Regions from separate parts of the Sus scrofa genome. Here region 1 is linked to region 2. Evidence: chromatin contacts called from public Hi-C data. All regions are on one chromosome and are shown on one strand. The core of a region is the stretch at or near the end of the contact, and the rest is flanking DNA. Distances in the headings are between cores, read along the strand shown. Region 1 holds the start of KIF13B (kinesin-like protein KIF13B). Region 2 holds the start of EXTL3 (exostosin-like 3).

The links. Hi-C and Micro-C count contacts between places; a contact is called where the count stands out from the background.
Region 1: a Hi-C map of liver shows a contact between it and region 2, with 2.7 times the contacts expected there. The contact joins the promoter of KIF13B here to the promoter of EXTL3 in region 2. A contact is called at or near these places in 1 of 47 Hi-C or Micro-C datasets (liver) and 1 of 2 datasets of contacts at active chromatin or transcription factors (alveolar macrophages).

The regions. Positions count from the first base shown.
Region 1 is chr14:13,099,137-13,104,052 of Sscrofa11.1, forward strand. KIF13B (kinesin-like protein KIF13B) reads right to left here and starts at 1,307. Exons shown (of 40, transcript XM_021072406.1): 1 at 869-1,307. The coding sequence starts at 1,292.
Region 2 is chr14:12,435,053-12,440,383 of Sscrofa11.1, forward strand. It overlaps EXTL3 (exostosin-like 3), which reads left to right and starts at 2,499. Exons shown (of 7, transcript XM_021074090.1): 1 at 2,499-2,653.

The DNA of each region.
Region 1 (4,916 bases), core at 57-2,556, 660 kb after region 2:
TCCATTCCATTTGACTGTCTAAAGAGTATTTCAAATGTACTCGATTTATCTGCTTTTCTCTATCCTCCCTGCAGAATTGAGAGAATGTCTGAAAGATACAATTTCACAAGAATCTTGGCACCTTAGCTATTTATTGTTGAGAGATGACGAGTATGACTTCAAGCAAAAGCAAAACTTTCTCAACAGTCAAAAAAAGCAGAGGGCAAGGAAGGGGACCAACTCTTCAAAGTTCAATCAAAGTATTTACAAGCCTTTATGACCGTCCAAGTTTAAGGAACATAGTGTGAAAAGCCAAGAGGAAGGATTTTTGCACTGGAACGCTTTCTTAGGAGTAAACCAAATTCCCCGCCCTCCTTCCTGACGCGGACCTCAAGAGTGCAGGGTCGGGGCCTGGGGTCTCTAACTGTCCCTGCCAAGCCAAAGGGTGAGAACCCGAGGGGCGGGGGCCGCTCTGACAGCTGGCGAGCCGAGAGCCCAGGCGCGGTGGGGCACAGGGCAGGGGCCCGGGGAGAGAAGGAGGAAGCGAGCCCGGGGCGCGGGACGCGGGCGCCCTCCTGGAAGGGCAGGGAGACCGGAGGGCGAAAGGGCGCCGGGGAGGGGCGGGCGCGCCGGCGGAAGGGGCAGCGGGCCGGGACGTGGGGCCCGCGGCGCCCCGGGACGCTGTGCGGGCGAGGGGAGGGGCGTCCCGCGCAGGCGGGGCGGGCGCAGTGGGGGACGAGGTTTCGGGGTGCGCAAGCCGCCCTCCCTCCCAACACGGACTCCAGGGGCGGGGCCGGCCGGACCCCACACGGCGGTCGTGGCCAAGGGAAGGGAGCGCCAGGCACCTGCCGCCTCCGCCGCGGCGGACCCGGGCGGGCTTGGCTCTCACCTCTTCGATTCATGGGCCGGATCCGGACAGCCACTTTCACTTTGGAGTCGCCCATCCTGCCGCCGCCGAGGCTCTCGCTCCGGCTTCCGTCTGCCGCGGCCACCGGGCAACTCCTCGGGGCTGACCGGGCGGGAGGGGGCTGCGGGCGGGAGGGGCGGGGCCGAGGTGGGGTCTGAGGAAGGGGCGGGGTTGGCCTTGGGGCTCCCGGCGCTCCCTCGCTGCATGACGGGACTTGTAGTCTCCGAAGGGGGTCGTGGGCGGGGCGCGCTTCCCTCTCTGGAGTCTGCAAAAGCGCGTCTGCTGCTACACCTTGATTACTTACCCCCGCCGTTAGTGCTGACATAAACTGTCGATGAGCTGATACCGCACCTGAAAATAGTTGAATAGATGGCATTCGAGACCTTGCAATGGCTTTCAGACTCATTTCCTGCTAATTTTAGTGTTTGATCCCTGGCTCAAATTATTGCCACTGTTTGTATTGCCCACCTGGTCTTGTTTGCTGAAATCATCCAAAACAAGTTAAAAATTACCCCTTTTGGAAGTCTTCATAAATCCACAGGTTATCCTATACCAACCCATCCCCTTTTCTTCCAGTCAAGACCTTGGGCTCTGGCATCAATCTGGGTTCAAATCCACTCTCAGCACTTTGCAACTGTGTGCCAAGGCAATAGATTTGACCACTCCGCTTGCCTTTTCATATGTAAAATGAAGACAATAAGAGTGCCAACCTAGAGTTTCCTTGATGGCTCATCAGTTAAGGAACCTGACTAGTATCCATGAGGACTTGGGTTCCATCCCTGGCCTTGCTCAGTAGGTTAAGGATCCGGCATTGCCTACAGCTGTGGTGTAAGTTGCAGATGCAGCTCGCATTCCCCGTGGCTGTGGCCAACAGCTGTGGCTTCCATTTGACCCCTAGCCTGGGAACTTCCCTATGCGTGGGTGCAGCCCTAAAAAAGCAACAATGACAGCAAAAAAGAGTGCTAGCTTTAGAGGATTGTTGTAAGGTTTAATGAGTTAGTATAGGTAAAGCTCTTTAAAAACTCCCTGGCACATAAGTGCTCAATAAATGTTAGTCATTCTTTTTGCTGTTAAAAGCAAACTATGTCTCTCCTATCTTGTGTTTTTAAAACCGTATCTTATATGTGTAGCCTAGCCTGCAGTAGAGACCCAATAAATATTTATTACATGAATGAATCAATGAAGCCACACTAAAATGTGCTTGTTGTTAGGCCCTAGCAGAGATGTTAACTCTTGCCTGCAAATATGTTCTATTTGGCATAATGGTATTGGCCAGCACATGAAAATCAGGAGATTTTTACATGCAATGTTGGGCCTACATTACATATTGGAAATGCTGATAGGAACTGAGTAGCAATGGTCACCTTTATAAGAGGCAGGTGAGCTTGGATATATTTAATGATGGAACAGAATTCAGAACCATTTTATAGATGAGTAAATATAGAAAGCTTGCAAGACTGGCCTTTTACGAACTGTGCTGTTGTTGAAAGAGCTTCAATACAAGCAGAGTTGTCATAAAGGTTAAAAATACCTTTAAGAGGAATGTAATTTTGACACATACCAGGACATGGATGAACCTGGAAGACATTACCCCAAGTGAAATGAGCCAGACACAAAAAAGCAAACACTTTGTGATTGTGCTTATGTTACATATTTTCCCACAACTCAGGGTAAAACATTGTATCATTATGTTGTACACCTGAAACTAGTATGTCAATAAAAGTTCATTTAAAAAAGTAAAAATAAAAAGTAGAATAAAAGGTTAAAAATAGAAAATGCAACCCCAGAAACCCCTCTTTACAGGAAGGGAATTTCTTTCTCAGAAGCACTTCCTCTGAGGTTTCAGAAAGGCCTTCTTAGCTGAAGAAGTAGTTTTTAGTACTGTAAATCTTTCATTTTTACAACCCTATAAACAAAATAAGAACAAATTTAGGATTGTCAGCTTTTTAATTTTACAAAGCAAATTTAAAAACTAATGGACACAAAAAGGCTATCTACTATCACTATCATTTAAACAAACAAAAAAGTCGCAAAGAATTTATTTTTATGTTGAAATCTTTTACTTGATGAAAAACTTCACTATTGTCCTATACTCTGATTTAGTGTTGAAAAAACTTTCACCATGCCCCATAGACTGATTGCCAGGGTTGGGTATTCTGGTCCTAAGCAGATTTCCTATTAACCATCTCATCACCTACAGGTTATAACAAATAAGGTTTCCCAAAGTGCCAAGATTCCTGGGCATCCATTGTTTACTTTATATCTCTTTTATAACCTGGTAAATTTTGTTTTTAAAAGGCCTGTTCCGATGCCAGATGTCAGCTCAGATCTAGCTTTTTAAACAGAAACAAGGCAGGCAGAAAAAGAGAAGGCGACCAGTTTCTATGGGAACATTGTATTTAAAATTAAGCTCAAATTTCAGTGAGGAAGAAGCCCCTTGGGGAGTTAAAGGGGGATGGGGCATATAACAGGGAAGAGGTGAGGACTTTCTCTAAAGTTCCAAAATTATTTAAGTTATCCTGGAAACTTTCGACTGGAAGAAAATGTCAGCTTTTCAAGAGAAACACCCGTGTGGGCTGCTCTCCTTTTTAACCTGTTTTTCACTCCACTCTCCCTCTTTTGACCTCTGCAATAGAGGTGAGGACAGAGGATTCTTAGAGGAGAGAGCCAGAAACTAGGAATGCCTTTATCTCCACCTTGAAAACCTCACTGTGATAGTGAGAGGGAAAGAGCTGAGATGCAAGTTACAACCTGCAGCCCTCAGGGAGTTGGGGGTTTTCACACCAGGTAACCAGAGAGCGGTCACCTGGCTGGGGCTGCTGGCTCAGACTCCAACAGGAGAGAGGAGTGTCAAGGTGTCTCTCTTTTCAACTATTAGAGGAAAAAGAGAAAAAGAATTAATAAATAAGGTACTCCCTTGGACCTAAAGCAAGGACTTAAGAAATCGACCAATAGTTACGGTGTAGACACTGCAGTCAAGACATTGGTGAATTTGAATTGTTAAATTTCTTGGCATTGTTGACGACATTTGTTAAAATTTTACCCTGCCCCTTTGCAAACCTATTCATTCTAAAACCGATTTCTGGAGTTCCCATCATGGCTCAGGGGGTTAAGGACCTGACATAGACTTTGTGAAATGCGGGTTCGATCCCTGTCCTCACTCAGTGGATTAAGGATCTGGCGTGCCACTCAGATCTGGTGTTGCCCTGGCTATGGTATAGGCTGGCAGCTGCAGCTCCAATTCGACCGCTGGGAGCTTCCATACGCCACACGTGTGACTGTTAAAAGAAAAAAATAATAAATAAAACTGACTTTTAGTTTACTATTTTGTCTTTTTAGGGCATATGGAGGTTCCCAGGCTAGGTGTCTAATTGGAGCTGTGGCCGCCAGCCTACCCCACAGCTCACAGCATTGCTGGATCCTTAACCCAGTGAGCAAGGCCAGGGATCAAACCCATGTCCTCACGGATATTAGTCAGGTTCCTTAACCACTGAGCCCCAAAGCAAACTCCTAGCTTACTTGTTGCTTTGATCCACAGTTCCTGATGGTCCCTCCATAGGCTGGGGAAGACATTTTGCCCTCTTTCTAGAAGATCATCACTTAACAGAATAATGAGAACATACTGAATGCTCACTCCATGCCAAACACTGCCTACGCGTTCTACAAGTATTAATTCACCCAATCCTCACCCTAACTCTATGAAGCAGTGGCTATTACTCTCCCCACATTACAGACAGGAAACTGGATCTGACAAACTTACCACAGCTGCCAGTATGCTGCTGTTGTGCTCTGACCTCCACGCTATGCTACAATCCTTCAGGATGGGAAGGTCTCCATGCAGGTTGTTTAGCCCACAGGAATTCACAAACATCTAATTTTAACTATTCTACTTTCCAAAATAATTTCTAAAACTCCACTACTGAAAAAAAGTGGGAAGTGTATACTAAATTCTATTTGTGACCTTTAAAAAGGAGGGAATGATTGGAGTGCCCTGGTGGCCTAGCAATTAAGGATCAGCATTGTCACCGCT
Region 2 (5,331 bases), core at 1,249-3,748:
CCAGGAGGCTATGCTGTGTGCCCCCCAGTGATGAGGACCCCGCTTCCTATAATCCTCCACTCATGGCCTCTCTGCCCTTGTGCTGAGGCTCAAATGCAGGCAGGCCACCTCCTCCCAGGCACCTGACACACCTTCTCCAAGCCCTTCCTGCAGGAAGCCAGACATACCAGATCTACTGTCTGTGAAGCTGGGGGCTTCCTTATTCCACTAACATCCTTGATCCCACTGAAGAGGCCTGGAAGGTGTTAGAGGACAGAAAGAAGAATGTGGTAATTGATTTGGCTTTACTGTGTTTAAATTGTCAGGGTTTGGATACATTTGAGACTTTATATATTATTACCATTATTTTGTCATTGGGTGGGTGCCATTTTCATAAGATTACACTTTGAGTCCCAAGCTTCTCTCCCTATTAATTCTCACCCCCCACCCCCAAATTATAGATTCAAGTCCTAATCTCCGGCACCTCAGAATGGGACCTTATTTGGAACAGGGTCATTGCAAGTAAACTTGATTAAGATGAAATCATATTGGGGAGTTCCTGCTGTGGTGTGGCGGGTTAAGGATCTGGCATTGCCACAGCTGTGGTGTAGATCACAGCTGTGGCTTGAATTTGATCCCTGGCCTGGGAATGTGCATATGCTGCAGGTGCAGCCAAAAAAATGAAGTCATACGGGAGTAGGTTGGGCCCCTAAGCCAGTATGATTGGTGTCCTCATAAGAGGGGGAAATTGTACACAGGCATGCACTCGGGGTGAAGACTATTTAACTAAAGACAGATATCTGCAAAACCAAGAGAGTGGGTGGAACAGATTCTTCCCTCCCAGCTCTCAGAAGGGACCAATCCTGGCAACCCCTTGGTCTCAGACTTTTAGCCTCCAGACAGTGAGATGATACATTTTTTTGTTGTTCGGGACACCCAGTCTGTGGGAAGTTTGAAACTCTAGCAAACAAAATACCCTCCCTAAGATAATTACTTTTTTGGTGCCCCCCTATGGTTTGCATATAAGCAAAACTCTCTTAGTTCACTAAAACCTCAGAATTTGTTTCTCTTTAGACAACTTTTTAAAAAATCATGTATTGTGAAGAAAAATTGAAAAATGCAATGCCATCCAAAATTAGAACCATTCCCCACAAATTAGAAATGTTTAAATTATTCAATAGAAATGAAAGAACCTTAAATCACATTAAACTCTAAAATATTTGCATTACTCCAGGAGTTCCTGTCGTGGAACAGTGGTTAACAAACCTGACTAGGAACAATGAGGTTGTGGGTTTGATCCTTGGCCTCCTTCAGTGGGTTAAGGATCCAGTGTTGCTGTAAGCCGTGGCCCATAGGCTGGCTACAGCTCCAATTAGACCCCCTAACCTGGGAACCTCCATATGCCGTGGGTGCGGCCCTAGGTAAGACCAAAAAAAAAAAAAAAAAAAAAATTTACGTTACTCCAAAGTTTCTTTTTACATGTCATCACATATCTTTTCACATAGTTATAATCATTGGTCACAAACTTTCTTGGGTTCTATGGTTTTTTTTTTCTTTTCTTTTCTTTTCTTTTTCTTCTTCTTAGGGTGGCGACTGCAGCATACGGAAGTTCCCAGGCTAAGGGTGGAATTGGAGCTACAGGTGCTGCCCACGTCACAGCCACAGCAACACTAGATCCAAGCCACATCTGAGACTTACACAGAAGTTTGCAGCAACAAGGAATCCTCAACCCACTGAGGGAGGCCAGGGATGGAACCCACAACCTCACAGTGACTACTCCAGTTCTTAACTGGCTGAGCCACAACAGAACTCTGGATTCTGTGTTTTTCATTTAATATTACTTGAAGAAATATTTCAACTTAGTGATGACATTCATATTCTTCTTTAAATAGCATTATTTTTCTGCATTTTACATATTATTACTTTGTTATTTCCTAATTTCTCACTGTGGATATCTTTGTATAATTTATTTTTACTCCATTTGAAGTATTTCCTTGAGGTATACACCCTGAAAAGAAAGTCCTCTATTGCACAATCTCGTATTTCCTGTCCCATTTACTGATACTCTCCAGACAGATTGAACCAGTCTGTGGTTTCACCAGAACGAAAAACCAAGGGTGCAAGTTTTTTCATAATCTTGATGTCATTAAGCTGTACAATTTTAAAATTATTTTTCCTAGCTTGAAAAGCTTTTCCTAGACCGAAAGTTGCTTAGTTTTGCACTTATGTCACCACTAGAGAGGGGCCCCAGGCACTCTGAAAGCATCTGTTTATTTTTCTCTTTGAGATGGGAGCGACACGCGTCGCAGACTAGTTGGCTGCAGTCCCTCCCAAGTGCCCGGCCTTGCCCCTCCCTAGGCCGGTTCCCCAGGCTCATCCTCGAGCCCGGGGCGGCTTTCGGGAAGCGCCCGCCAGGGGTCAGCGCAGGCTCGGCGGCGGGCTCCGCTCCCCACAATGCACCGGGCGCTCGGGTCCTCACTTCGGGAGGTAACCGAGCAGGGGCTGCTGCTGCCGGGCCCGAGGGGTTTGCGGGAGGCCGAGGGGCGGGGCTCCTGGGGGCGGGGCCAGGCCCGCCGCGGTCTTCGGCTGGTGCTCCACTCCCGCCCTCAGCTACCCCGGCTCACCTCGCACCCTCTCCAGCCTCGGAGTCTGGTCCACCTGGCGGTGTAGTAAGGTAGGGGTGCTCTTTCGGACCGTCCTTTTTTGGGGGGTGGGGGTGAAGTCTTTTCTTAATAATGCCAACAGGAGTAGTCTTACCGTTGCTAACGATTAGAGGTGGAGCAGCCAGGTTTGCGTGAAGCAATCTATTTCAAAACTCTTTTGTTTCCGTCTCATTCTCCCAGACCTCCTAGACTCTCTTGGGCTTTGGGAAGCCTGATTGGGAGAGTGTGTGCTAGAGTAATTTCAAGCTCATGGTTCATCCTTCCAGTCTTGGGAAGATAGACAAACTCCGAGGTGGGGTTAGAATGTGTAAAAACTTGTATGGGTGTGGGCTGGGTTTCTTCAGATGTGTGCCTGTGTGAAAACTCCGAAAAAAATTAATGTCCGTAGGGATTGAATCCTCAGTGTGGATGGGGGTCCTGAGACACTGCTGTTTTGGGTTCTTAGTGAGTGGCATCTGTCGTACCTGCCTCTGCCACCCTTTAGCCATCAGGAGGTGGCTGTCTTGTGATCCAAGCCAGTGGGTGCCCTCAAGTTCTATCCCACACCCCAAGATTGCTCTCCAGGACACTGCTTCCCAGCAGTCCTGCCGCCACACCTCTGAGGACCTCAGCACAGCTGACCTTAATTTGAGGATATCACAGTTTGAGTTTTTGAAAATATAAAGTTTGGCAGATAGAAAGCCCTGGAATATGGGAGCACCTGGGATAGCTTAAGCTTGTGGGGTTTGTGTGCCTCAGCCTGTTTTCTGGGTCACACTGTGTGGCTCCATCCATTCTGTCTCACTTCGCGTTACCCCAGTGTTTCCCTTGGCAATAATACCACCCTAAAATAATCTCAATCTGAAACCTGAAATTCTAAGGTGACTTCCCCTTTGCCCATTTCTAAAGGCTCAGGAAAGCACTTTAGTTCTTGATTCCTAGCCCTAATAAAATAAAATATTAGAAGTTATATTTTTCTTTGAAACCCTCACCCTGTCAAATAATCTATTCCAATAAAAGTCAGTTGATTGAATTGTGAAATCCAAGCAAGAAAACTACCTAAAAGATATATTCTTCAGGTGAATGTGATCCTAATTAATGGATTAGCTGATAGCAAAGGTAGACAATAGGAAATTGAGCAAGCTTTGATCTACAACATTTCTGCTTGTGAGAAGTTTGAACAAAGTACCTTTATTTTTCCTACCAAATGTAAAATTCTGTGAATGAGCATGGATTTCTTTTTTTGCTGTTTACACCTCTTGATTTGAGATAACAGTCAAAAACAAGAAAATTCTTTCAACTTACACCTCACCTATGCCCAAGGAAAGAAGGTAAGATTCTCCCTCTTTGATTTTTTTAATGGCTGCACCCGTGGCATATGGAAGTTTACGGGCCAGGGATTGAATCCAAGCCACAGCTGCGGCAACGCTGGATCCTTTAACCTTCTACTCAGGGCCAGGGATCTAACCTGTTCCTCTGCACTGACCCTACATGCTGCAATTGGATTCTTACCCCACTGTTCTACAGTGGGTGCTGCAACCAATACTGCAGCTCACAGCAACGCTGAATCCTTAACCCACTGAGCAAGGCCAGGGATCAAACCCTCATCTTCGTGGATGCTAGTCGGGTTCGTTTCCGCTGAGCCACAACAGGAACTCCCAAGCAGACATTCTTAAATGATCCTTAACCCTAAAGTGTCAGTTGTTCATCAAATACGAAATTATGAATTTTTCACGATGTATAATATTTTCTATTTGGAAAATATTTGTATTTTGCAAATCTAGCACTAATAGTCACTTAAAAGCCCATTGTGTATTTTTGAATTAAATGATACAAATCTTTAAAAGATTAAAAGCAAGAAAAAAATTGTCTTAGCTAGTATACATCAGTGATTCCCACCATGAATGAGGTCCTCATTTAGTGGCAATAAACTCTAAAGCTAAAACCAAAACCTAGAAAGTTATTAATAATCAACAATACCCATAAGAACTAGAGGCACTGTTTGAAGCTTAAAAGGAGCTGTTTAAGGATACGCTGAAGATAACTTTGCACAGAAGATTGCAAGCATCAATTAAGGCCTTAACTGATTCATGTGGAAAGACACACCCATAGTAAGAAACTTAAATACAAATTCATGGGCTCATCAAAAATAAGCAGATCAGATGATTCCCACATCAACTGCAATGACTATATACTCACTTTAGGTTAATTTAAAGGATTGTCCCATTGCTTTTACAACCTTTCAATGCCCTGATTATTTCAAAGCCAGCACAGCTGGCACAGTTCTTGCTTATAAAGCAGGTAAACTAAATCACTGACCTCCAGCCACAGGCTGTTTATAGGAATTAACACAAACAAGCAATTCATGATTAATCCATTTCTGGAGCAGATACTTAGCAAGCACCTACTAAGTACAAGAGGGCTCTTATTTCTTTAGCCCACTCATGAGAAATAGCTTTGAAGATGATCTCTTATTGAGTCTCCGGTCATCAGAATTGTGCATGTTGGAGGCAGGCTATTTCTCAGACACCAAGGACGTAAAATCATCTCAAAAGAACCACGAAGACCTGAGAAGCTCGATTTAAACTCCTTTCCCCCATAATTTTGGAGGGAGAAAGGGCTAGAGAAAAGTACCTTGAAGTATTTCCCCTTTGCTTCCATCCTTTGTAGTGCTAATTTTAAAACCCTCTTCATTATATAATGATACTAA